Regions from separate parts of the Triticum aestivum genome. Here all the other regions are linked to region 2. Evidence: chromatin contacts called from public Hi-C data. All regions are on one chromosome and are shown on one strand. Each heading gives the region's core, a stretch centred on a gene start, on an enhancer-like site or on the middle of the called end of the contact. The rest is flanking DNA. Distances are from core to core; before and after follow the strand shown. Region 1 holds the start of LOC123138132 (rRNA-processing protein fcf2). Region 2 holds the start of LOC123138136 (tryptamine benzoyltransferase 1). Region 3 holds the start of LOC123138138 (MADS-box transcription factor 57).

What was found. Hi-C and Micro-C count contacts between places; a contact is called where the count stands out from the background.
Region 1: a Hi-C map of leaf shows a contact between it and region 2, with 3 times the contacts expected there. The contact joins the promoter of LOC123138132 here to the promoter of LOC123138136 in region 2. A contact is called at or near these places in 2 of 5 Hi-C or Micro-C datasets (both in leaf).
Region 3: a Hi-C map of leaf shows a contact between it and region 2, with 5 times the contacts expected there. The contact joins the promoter of LOC123138138 here to the promoter of LOC123138136 in region 2. A contact is called at or near these places in 2 of 5 Hi-C or Micro-C datasets (leaf and root).

The regions. Positions count from the first base shown.
Region 1 is chr6B:578,331,450-578,335,219 of IWGSC CS RefSeq v2.1, reverse strand. It overlaps LOC123138132 (rRNA-processing protein fcf2), which reads right to left and starts at 1,871. Exons shown (of 5, transcript XM_044558040.1): 1 at 1,474-1,871; 2 at 1,325-1,385; 3 at 722-796; 4 at 496-611; 5 at 1-98. The coding sequence starts at 1,709.
Region 2 is chr6B:579,274,433-579,278,395 of IWGSC CS RefSeq v2.1, reverse strand. It overlaps LOC123138136 (tryptamine benzoyltransferase 1), which reads right to left and starts at 2,323. Exons shown (of 3, transcript XM_044558043.1): 1 at 2,230-2,323; 2 at 1,284-1,972; 3 at 55-1,210. The coding sequence starts at 1,670. The coding sequence ends at 254. LOC123138137 (organelle RRM domain-containing protein 1, chloroplastic) reads right to left here. Exons shown (of 9, transcript XM_044558044.1): 6 at 3,665-3,736; 7 at 3,162-3,230; 8 at 2,971-3,077; 9 at 2,532-2,884. The coding sequence ends at 2,777.
Region 3 is chr6B:579,903,748-579,907,791 of IWGSC CS RefSeq v2.1, reverse strand. LOC123138138 (MADS-box transcription factor 57) reads right to left here and starts at 1,712. Exons shown (of 9, transcript XM_044558048.1): 1 at 1,498-1,712; 2 at 1,194-1,393. The coding sequence starts at 1,375.

The DNA of each region.
Region 1 (3,770 bases), core at 622-3,121, 940 kb after region 2:
TGTCCTTGGCCCTTTTGAACGTTTGCTTGCCCTTGTTCTTCCACTTCTGGTTGCCTCCGGGTGTCCGGGCCACCTGAATTTCCCTTACCTTACGCATCCTGCAATTTAACGGAGAGCCATGTTCTTCAGTTTCAGGAATTCTTAAACGGAAAAGATGCATTATCTACCAACTTTAGTTATTTAAATTCAGTGTATAAATTTAGTTTTCTTCTTTTCAGAGACTCGAGAACTTCTGATATGCTACAGGTTGAATCTATCCCCTCAAACTTCAAAAGCAGATGGTGATTCATTTGCTCGAATGCTGCGTCACAACCCAGCTCCAAACCAATTAAAGGCTCTAGTCTATTTTACAGTATGGTTCTGTTGTTGTATAACAACCGATGAACTCTTCGATCTGGAGGGCCATATGCAATTAATACACAAAAACTTTTACTGGCAGGTGACAACAAGACTCCAGTATCACTGCATGTGGATAGAAAAGGATGATGGGCTTACCTGTAGTTCTTGAGTTTTTGGTCAGATAACAGCTCATCAACCAAGGTCTGCTTCCGTTCATGCTTTGTCAACCTACTTGAGTAGAACTCAGATGCAGGCTCAATAACCGTTCCAACCTAAAACCATCATCAAAATATTCAGCACATTAACTACTGATGAGCATTCACAAATTTTCAATGGTATGGTATCCAAAATATCTAATAAAGCTCGCGATACGACCACTTACTTGGAAATACTTCGGAAGAGCCTTGGATTTACCAGACCTCTTGAAATGCCTTTTAGGGTCCATTACATGCCTCAGCTGCAAAACATATGTCGAGCATATTGTGCTTAAGCCACCAAAACATTAAAACTCAAGAATAAGTAGATGGCCCTGTCTAACATTGTGATTCAACATTTACATAGTATTTCAACTCACGATGTTCAGTTCTTAAAAGTAACACAGTCCGACCAGATTGCAATACTATCCGATAAGCCTCCAAAGACGGCGCATGTTCACAAGCAAATGAGGAATGCTAAGTGTTCACTAAACCATACATGCTTGCATAATTGTTAAATTTCATTCTATTGAGAGCAGACAAAAGGAAAGCAGCAGTACTTTGTTTTAGGGGAAGCCTGGCTATCCAAAATAACACACAAGCAGATGCTCTACTTTCACTCAAGCACTACTACACACTTATAAAATGGCTGATGCTTGCCCGTCAGGAATTCAGGATCACCTTCCTAAATGCTAAATTAAACAGGCGTTTTTCTGTTTTCCCAAGTTACATAATGGAGCCCCACACTGAATTCTACTACTGACAACAGCGCCCTAAGTGTAACACCATACCTGCAAAATCTCAAGGTCTTTCTTCAACTCGGGAGTGATGCTCGGCGCCGGCATGTCGAACCTGGACAACGGCGCAACAGATCATAAGCACCCACCCATCCAAGAACCCAGTAGAATTTTTTCCAATTCAGAAGCGGGGCTCAACTCACCAGCCCTTGCCGGTGGTGTCCTTGACGTTCTTCCTCGCCATCTTGTTGACCTTCCTGGGGTCCCTCGGGGGCACGTAGAGCCCGTCCACGAGCTCGTTGCTGGGCTTCCAGAGGGACTCCTGCGCGTCAATGCTCGGTGTCGGCGCCGAGCCCTTCTTGCTGCCGCCGGCCGCCGCAAGGGATGGCAGCTGGGGCGCCCACGACAGGCCGATCGGCGCCGCCGACGACGACGACATGGCTCTCCGAGCCCTTGTAAGCTTGGATAGCTGCTCCTTCTCTTGCCCCGGCGTTGTTGGGTTACGCGGCGGCGGCAAGGGCGGGCGGTGGAGGGGAAGAGGAGGAAAATCAATGAGGCGGCGGGGTAGGAGGAAGACTGCGACGGGGGAGAGGGGAGGGGACTAGGGCTAGAGACCTCCTATTTCCCCTGCGCGCATTTTGGGCCAGCCCATATGCGGGAGACGCGACCCTTGTTTTTCTTCTTTCGTTTATTTTGTTTTTTACTTTTCAAATTTTGAGAAATGTTCACGTGCCCCAAATTCGGCAAAACAATGTTCAGGGTAAAAAAAAATCCGAATTTATAAAACATTCAATAATTTTAAAATAATTTCCTAATTTTAAAAAATGTTCCTATATATAAAAAAATGTTCATCAATTTGAAAAATGTTCTTTAATTTCAAACAATCTTCACAAATTTGAAAAATATTCTCGTATTTCCAAAATTTTCAAGAATTCGACAATGTTCCAAATATCAAAGACATTTTCATGGATGCAAAACTATTTCGAATTTGAAAAAAAAAACTCCTGATATTTCTAAAAATATTTGTGAATTTGATTTTTTTTCTATTTCAAAATATATTCACAAATTTGCAAATTATTCTTGAATTTTAATAAATTTTCATGGATTTAAAAAATGTCATAATCTTTAAAAGTTCAAATTTTCAAAACAAAATGTTCTGAGTTTAAAAAAACTTCATGAATTTGAAAAGTATTCCGGAATTTAAAAAATTGAAAATTGTCTGTTTTTTTTAAAAAAAGTCGTGAATTCAAAAAGTTGTTCCAAAATTGAAAAGAAATGTTTGTGAATTCTATTTCCCCCTATATTTAAAAAATGTTATTCGATCCAAAAAATGTCCACAAATTCAGAAACAATCCTCCCAAATTTCAGGAAATGCTCTTGGGTTAAAAAAATGTTCAGGGATTTGAATAATATTCTCGGGTTTCAAAACTTGCTCATAAATTTGAACTTTCCCTGTATTTCAAAAAAGCTTCAAGGATATGAAAATTATTCCTGAATTTGAAAAATTATGTGTGACTTTCAAAGAGTTCACGAATTTTACATACATGCATGGATTTGTAAAAGTGTCATGAGTTCAAAAAAGGTTCATTTTGAAAAATAATAATCACATATGTGAAGAAAGAAAACGCATAAAGGGCAAAGGGAAAATCAGAAGAAAAAAATAAAAGAAAATGTATTGGGAGAAAAAATGGAATGGGCCAGCCCATAGAGAGGATGGGGCTGCGCATGAGAGTGTCGCTATCCGAAGACCTACATGTGAAATAGGAAGCTCTCTAGGGCTATAGGAGGAGATCCGCAAACATGGAGTTATTGGGACGTGGCTTGTCTCTAGAATCTTGCAGGAACCAACATCCTTGAATGTAAGAATTGTGAAGGCATTTTATTTTTCGGAGCCATATATCTTGGAGGTCGAGCTTGGATCACATCCTTCTCAAATTTGGCGTGCTATTCTTAATGGAAGGGAGGTTTTGAAAATGAGCTTAATGCGCGGAATTGGTGATGGACGCACTACTGGAATTTGGGTACAAAATTGGCCCCCTCAGGACACCATGATGCAGCCATTGATGGCCTTAGTACTGGATCCCCTGGGCTAGTATATGAAATAATTGGCGAGATGAGTGCATCATGGAGTGAGACAGCAATTCACCAGGTTATGCTGCCTATGGATGCTGACAAATTCCTTTCTATTTTGTTGTGTACTTCCTGGGTTCTGAACTTTTGGGTATGGCAATTTGAAAAAAAGGTTTCCTTTCTGTGTATTCAACATATGGAATGCTTGTTGCAACAAAGGCTCGCCATGAGAATGGTTAGATGAGAATGTAGGATTATCAACTGTTGTGAACGAGAAAATGGTTGGACTTGTCTCTAGAAAATCCAAGTTCGTCAAAGCTCAAGGTTTTTTTATGGCATTTGGCTCACTAGTCTATCCCTATGACTGATGTGCCACAACACCAACATATGGCCACAAGCAGTGCGTGTAAGATGTGTGGAATGGAAGATT
Region 2 (3,963 bases), core at 1,074-3,573:
TTGATGACAAGTATTTCCAGACGGAGGGGGTACTTGTCTTGTCAGGTCCAATAACACATTTATTTCATGATAGGATGGTCGATCGTCTATATCCGTACCATTTACACCTGAACAAATTGACGGAATAAAATTTAGCTTTGCAATGCACAGCGTTGTTAAGTTACATGTATATATGCAAAAAAGAAATGGAATAATCACAAACTCTGAAGATAGTGTGGGTGTGCCAAGCGACCTTCAAAACTAATGGAGCATTTTACAACTTCGGTTTAGCTCTTTCGTCCAAGGAGTAGCATATATGCTCAAGCGCCGCGACGTGATCCTCGGCGACGGCCATGTGGACGTCGACGCTGCCCTTGGCTGAGCACGATGGCACGAATGTCATGAGCCCCTCGACGGGCAAGTCCGGCATGAGGAACGCGGATGGCGGCCCATTGCCGAGGTCAATCTGGTGGAACCTGAAACCCAGACTGCTGTCCACCTCCAGGTCCGGGCAGAGCATCATGCCGAAGTCTGGCGCCGTCGCCGCGAGCTCCTCCCAGTTCGCGTCCGCCACGCTCCCGAAGTCCACGAACGACTGGATGTAGGCGGCGTCGACGCGCCCGATGGCGTCGCGGATGGCGCCTACCACGCCGCCGTAGGTCCAGCCCAGGACGTCCCGGACTTGGAGCCTCGGGAATGCCCACAGAACCATGTTCCCGAAGAAGTCCGGCGGGACGGCAGGGTTGGCCCTGCCCCGGCAGTCCACGGCCACCCTGACCTGCGTGAACTCGTCGGGCTTCAGGCGGCGCGCCGCCGTGATCTTCTTCCACACGTGCGCGAGAAGGCACTGGAACGTGCTGCATGGGGCGCCGACGCGGGCCTTGAGCTCTGTGACGAACTCGGCCGTGAAGCGCAACGTGAGATTCTTGATCTTGCACGTGGGGTAGGAGTTCGACCTGCGACGGCCGTCTTCTTCTCCGCTGAACTCGGTGCACCGGTGGTCGAACGCCGGCGTCGGCACGCTCCGAGGCACGGCAGTCGCCGTGCGGTCGAGGGAAGGCGACGGGGCGGTGAACTCGCTGGCTTGGCGAACTGCGCTGGCCCACGTGGTGAGGAAGTTGCTGAATGAGTGGCCGTCGGCCGCGTGGTGGTGGTGGATGATGCCGATCACGAGGCCGCCGCACTTGTACCGGTTCAGCTTGATCTGCAGCAGCGCCGCCCCGACGTTCTCCTGCTTGTCCCGGACGTGCCAACTGTTAGTTGCCGGTGACCGACGTCGCCGTCCTATTGATGAAGCTAATTACCTTCGGCAGCGGGAGTGCAGGGTACAGGCCGTCGGTGGTGTCGGTAAAGCAGCCGTCGGCGACCACGCTCGCCATATCGACAGGGACCTCGGCGTCCAGGACAAGCACGCCGTCGTTGTTGAGGTGGATGGAGCGCCGGCCTGAGCGGTCGACCGCGAGTCGTCCGGCCAGGTGAGGGTACGGCGCGACAGCCCTGCGCAGGCCCTCCACGAGCGCCTCGTTGGACGGAGTCGGGGCGGGGTACACGAGGATGAGGGAGACAAAGATGTCCATGGCGGCGCGGTCAAAGAGCGTCAGCGGGACCATCTCGCCCGCGAGCGGGTGCGGCGCCGAGTACACCGGCTTCAGCATCTTGCCGCCGGTCGTCTCCATTTGAACCCACGCCATAATAGAGTTGTGGCCTTGCTGAGATATATAGATGGTTCTGCGACTTCCATCTGGAATATCTGACGTGAACACTGCGCCTGACTAGTGCTATTAGCTTACAGATTGATGTCTAGCACGCATCAGTAGGTTGCAACAGGCTTGAAGTTGAGGGACACGATTAGCTGGATGTATGCCATCAAGGACCGGCTGGGCTTCCGCTGAAGCAGCATCAAGAGCGACAGGGATGACCTTTGCCGCCAAAAACCGCCCCTTGTCATCTCTGATCACCACCCCCATAGCTCCTGATCCCAAGTTTACATCTCCTGATCCCGAGTTTACATCATATTTGGCAATTAGCATCAACATTGACGGCAACATACCCTTCCGACGCCCTACACAAGGTGCTCGTTTTTTTGTTGTGGTTCTTTCATTGAGACCTTGAAAACGCTTGATACTACTCCCTCCGGTGAATCTACACTCTAAAATATGTCTATATACTTCCGTACGTGGTAGTCCGTTTGAAATCTCTAAAAGACAAATATTTAGGAACGGAAATATTGAGGAACGGAGGGAGTAGAACCTGAACTGTAGTGCATGGCATGAACTTCTTGCCTTCTCCATCATGTATACCAGGCCGACGTCAGAATTGTCTCTCTGATGGGCATCACTCTCTCATTAATTGGTCCCAAGAAATTTATCATACGTTGGAAGACTTGAAACTTAATTTGATATCAGCTGGATCCGAACCTGAAACATTTGATCTTCCTGAAGTTTGATTCAGGAAGTTAGTGCTGTTTATATTGAATGTGTCATATATTTTTGGAAGATTACATTTATTTATTAATAGAAATACATCTCATGAGATGTCTGCTCATGATCATATGGACAATGCAGTATCTGAAGTTATCATATTGATTTGGTAAATATCAGGTACTTTTACACTTGAACTGTATCTACATATCTTCGTGGAGACCACCTCATACTTAAGGGAAATCACTATCATCTCCCTCAACTATCACAAAAGCATTTCACATGAAAATAAAGTCAGGCCAAGAAACTGTGGCATTACGCCGCTACTAGTCACTTAATCTCTAATATCTAGCTGTCAAATTGTCTAAACAAAAGCTTCATCTAGATTGAAAACGTGGCCGAAAACTAGAAGTGCCAAATGGGGTTTTCTGGTCTCTTGATTTGGTTTTAGCAATGTCAACAACTATCATCCAGCCGTTTATTATCTGCACATAGAATTATAGATGTAAGCTTAATAGATAAATCATACTATCATGTAAAGGATATCAGAAAACAGAATTTTGTCAGCTACCTCTCCATTCATTGCTTTCAGAGCTGCACCACCAGCTTCTTCTGTGGTGTATTCTATGAAGGCATACCCTTTTGATCTTCTTGATATCCTGTCCATTATTATCTTGACTGCAATAAAGTAGTTCCGTGATATTCAGTATCCAAAAAATGGGTAATGGCTAGGCGCAAACATTTCTTGCTAGTATCACAAACCTTCAACCAGCTCGCCAAATGGCTCAAAGGCTTCCCTCAGAGTTTTCTCAGATGTATAAAATGAAAGCCCTGTCATACTAGACCAAATTAGTGACACTGAAATCAAAATATAACTGATTTTCTACCACTGTATATACTTATTATGTTTAACTGTTATTTGTGTTACAAACAGGAGCAACAGAAGTTTGTGATCTCAGCGCGTATCCAAGACTCACTTGTTCCAATCTAGCTTTTCTTTATATTGAATGAAAAGTGGAGCTTAGCACGTTTAAATATCAACACTAAATTCTCAAATAGGGTCGAATTGTCTGATCTACACTACTTATATTTCTACAGTACAGAAAATTGGACATATAATTTACTGATTGATTGAACTTCCCTTTGAAAGAAAAGACACAAAGACTAGTACTTCAGAACAAGGCAGAGGGCATCATCCATGTGTAAGGTTTAAGTGATCAAACAAACAAGCTAAATATATAGATAATATATCAGATGCCCTTTACCTGTAACAAAGAGCCTTTTAGTTTTGACATCAGCCACCTGAGTAGCTTCTGAGGATTTCGAGCTATCGTCACCTGAAACCACAAGAAGTCCTTACAATCTGGCTCTTTTCACCAAGCTTGCTTAGAAGCATGGAAAGAAAAATCAAGTTCTGTAAATGTACTCCAGAGTCCAGACTTACTAGGTATGCTCTTGGTTAGTATAAGATGTAAAAGAATCAAGAGACGTCAAGTTTATATCAGATTAAAACATCAGGCTAATAAATAGCATGAAACAAGAAATGATGTCCTTATAGTTGTAG
Region 3 (4,044 bases), core at 463-2,962, 630 kb before region 2:
TATATTAAGATAGTTGTAAATCAACAATGATAAGTCCGATGGTGAACTAAAAAAAATTTGTCCACCCTCAGAAAATCTTGTGAATAAGTTCTTGTTACCTACCATTGGATCTCTTTTTTGTAAAAGGAATGCAGTAGGGGAAGCCCCTAGAGTGTTTTTTGATTTCGAAAGAATAAGAATCCAAATTCACATCCACTCCCCTAACCAAAAATGAGTTAGTTCCCTAAAAAAACAAAGTGAGTTAGACTCACTTCTTATATTGGTCATTCAATGACCTTTGTACCCCTCTCTCTCTCTCTCTCTCTCTCTCTCTCCCCAGATGTGTGCGTGAGTTAGTAGTTAGTTTCTACCCTAGAAACCCACGCTCCGATCTTGGTATCGTCGCGACCATCCCACATATCCACTACTTGCCACCTTCAGATCCACCGCTGTAGTCCTCCTCGTTGACCCACCAATCCTATATCGGCCCACTAGTCACATCCCCTTGTTGCGCCAGCTCACAAGTCCCAAACAAATCCCATGGTACCAAATCCCTTCACTTTAAGCCTAGGGTGCATGAGTGCATCTCCGGCGTCGGTGACCCCACCATGAATCCCTAACCCACGATCTCTCCAGCAAGGTCATCATCTTCGACTTCGTTGACCATGAGCTCTCTCGCCAGGCCGTGGATCTCGGCTTTGCCTGTGTCTTAGCTCACATCGCCGTGTGATCCTCCTCGTAGATCTGAAGGATCTCCGGCGACGATGCCCCCTATCAAACCCGAAAGAAGGGGATCAAGGAGCAATAGTTTTTTTTTCTTTCAAAAAAGGGATAACCCCGGCCTCTACATCATACGATATACACATCCATAGAAGCAATAGCTGGGACACGCCGACTAGATTTTAAGAAAATTCTTTGCAACTGCAACTCAAGCAAATCCGTTGAAAAATAACTGTAGTGGTAAAGAGAGAGATATCCCTCAACTGATCTATATACACATCTTAGTAATATGACATAACTAGCTAGTGAGAAGAGCAAGGGATTTCTTCTGTTATTCTTCTGTTATTTTTCGAAAAAAAAGAAAGAGAGAGGAGAACATGGGAAGCAGGGGGTGCTAGTACAGAAAACGGTCAGAAGATAACCTAATTAACCAAAAGCGATTAGAGGATCCGCATAGCACATGAGACGTATATTATGTGAAACGAATTAATTACTTGGTGCTGGAGAACTCGTGGAGCCTGCCGGTGCTGGAGAAGACGACGAGGCCAACCTCCGCATCGCAGAGGATGGAGAGCTCCTTGGCCTTTTTCAGCAGCCCGCCGCGCCGCTTCGAGAAGGTCACCTGCCTGTTCGTCGAGTTGTCGATCCTCCTGATCACTATCTTCCCCCTCCCCATCCCTCTCAGATCTAAGAGCTAGCAGGCAGAAAACCTAGATCAAGTTAGAGAACACCATGAAGAAGGCAAGTAGATATATAGAACACCGACCAGAACCAGTGATAGATACACAAGGGAAGTACCGGACTGAGAAGAAGAAGAAGAAGAAGAAGAAGAAGAAGAAGAAGAAGAAGAAGAAGAAGAAGAAGTGTATGAGGGCTGATCTGCTGTGGGGAAGGTAGAGCTTCTAATATTCGTCTAACTAGTTGTACCTAGTACCTAAGAGAAGGAGAAAGCAAAGCGCTGCTTAGGTTTTATATATGCAGGAATGGAGGCAACAACGGCTGAAATAACACTCGTTCTCTACACCAACTACTCAGTGGGGCCGGCCGGTTACCTTAAGTAGGTTGTGCGTAAGGGCACCTGGCTACAGCTCGCGTATTAGGGCATCTATAGCCGGACTGGGCAAATTTGACCCTAAAACGTCCGTGGATGCGCCTGGTCAGTGTTCGGACATGTCTGTTTTAAGACCTTATTTATCCGTGCACGTAACCATATCCTCATTTCTTTCTCCATACTTTGGATTATATGCATGTGATTGATGGGGATGGAGAGAGAGAAAGGTCAGAAAGAAAAAAGATGGTCCATAATGGGCCAAATCCTATGTGGTAAACATAGGACTGCTGACTAGAGACACCCGTGCACTCCCCGTATTGCCCTCGTATATGAGCTGAGTATGAGGTACCAGACAATCTGGACGTTTAGGGAAGAAGTGTATGGGCACCTGGCTACAGCTAGCGTGTTAGGGCATCTATAGCGGACTGGGCAAGTTTGGTCCTCTCAAACATCCATGGACGTACCCGGTCAGTGTCCGGACATGTTCGTTTTGATTCCTTATTTATCCGTATACGCAATCATAACCTCATCTTTTTCTCCTATACTTTCGGTTACATGTATGTGATTGCTGAGGATGGAGAGAGAGAAAGAAAAGAAAGAAAAAAGATGATCCATGATGGGCCAAATCCTATGTAGTAGACGCATGACCAATGACCGGACACGCCCATACACTCCCCATATTGCCTCCCTATATGGGCTGGGTATGAGGTGCCAGACAGTCTAGACGAGGCTTTGAGGGGGCCCGGTTGAGTCAACTTTTTTTTTCTCTACTGTTTGGACAGTGGTCCTATGTCCGCCCGATCAATTTGGGGAGTCTGGTTATAGATGCTCCTAGTTGTTTTAGCCAATGATATCAGTTAAAATTCTAGATACATCCTATCTTTTTTGTGTGTGCAAAACTCTTTCTCATTTCTAATGTATAAGTTGTATACAAGTCAAATGTTTTAGGTCTATCTGACCGTCAGTAGACATTGCGAGCATAGATAGATCACATTAATTTATTAAATATACATTAATATCCTGAATTAGTATGTATATATATATTCTATACTTATAGGTTTTTTTATAAGAATGCTTTTATTGACTCATAACGTCACATCAATTTGATACAAGCAATGCGAGTTTATACCCTGGCTCTGCATAACTGAAATGCATATAACCGAAATGACACATGACCATAAAAAGACAAAAAGAATGCCAAAAATTGACTAATTGCCTACGGAGAGGTGGAGGGCTGATCCGCAGACTAATGCCATTCATCTTTGGAGAAAACTTTCTTGATCACCTTAGGCATACCCCGATCGATGTAGAATAGACCACGAATGAAGCTAATGTGTTTATGCTAATAAATAACCTACAATTGAGAGAAGTAATTCTTCTTATTAAACACCATATCATTTTTTTTGCAGAAAAACACCATATCATTTTTACAAGCTAGAGCGACCAAATCAAAACTAAAAGCCCCGCCTGAATAAGGACTCGAAGATTATGACCAGGGCCATGTAGCCAAGTACCAAACGAATGTGAAACACTACTGGTGGGTACAAATTAGAGGCCACTTCTTTTCTATCAAAAGTGCCGCTTGGACACTTGGAAGGTTTTATTCTAATTAACATGGGAGATGTCGACATTCCAACCAGCTTCCTCGTATTGTAATCTTGGCATGCGCTTACCTTTCCCTTCAAAGGCCGTGCGTACCAGATCGTGTGCCCGATGCAACTTAACTATAATATCAGTACGCTAATTTCTATACACATCAATGGCGCCATTCAGTGTTTCTTTCCATTTTAGTAGCACCTGTCAGCTCGACATCATTTCATAAGGGTAAAAGCTATGACGAGATTTTTTTATTTCTTAATAGGTTGGGAGTATGTGCTAATGCAACCATCTTATATTAGTGTGAGATGTCACTGTTCAAATCCAGGATGATCAAAGTACAAAATTGCACAAAGATCCTCAAGTCCCCCCTCCCCTCTCTCCCTTTGGGAATCTTAAGATTCTAAAATCATGGAATTACAATGTCATGCCCATTCCATCCCACATGACTCCATAGAAAAAAAAGAAAAGATTCTTTCAAAAAGAATAGACTGGATGCAAATATTTCAGTGAAACATAACACAAAGGAACCCTCAACAAAAAATATATTATATGTTCGGCCCTAGAAATCACACAACCCACATATGAAAAGTTCCTATGAATTTCAATTGTCCAAAAATACTATAAAAACATTTGAATTAAAGTGATCAAACGTAAGAAAACGAATCGGTAGCAATTCCTTGAAGTGATGTTTTGAA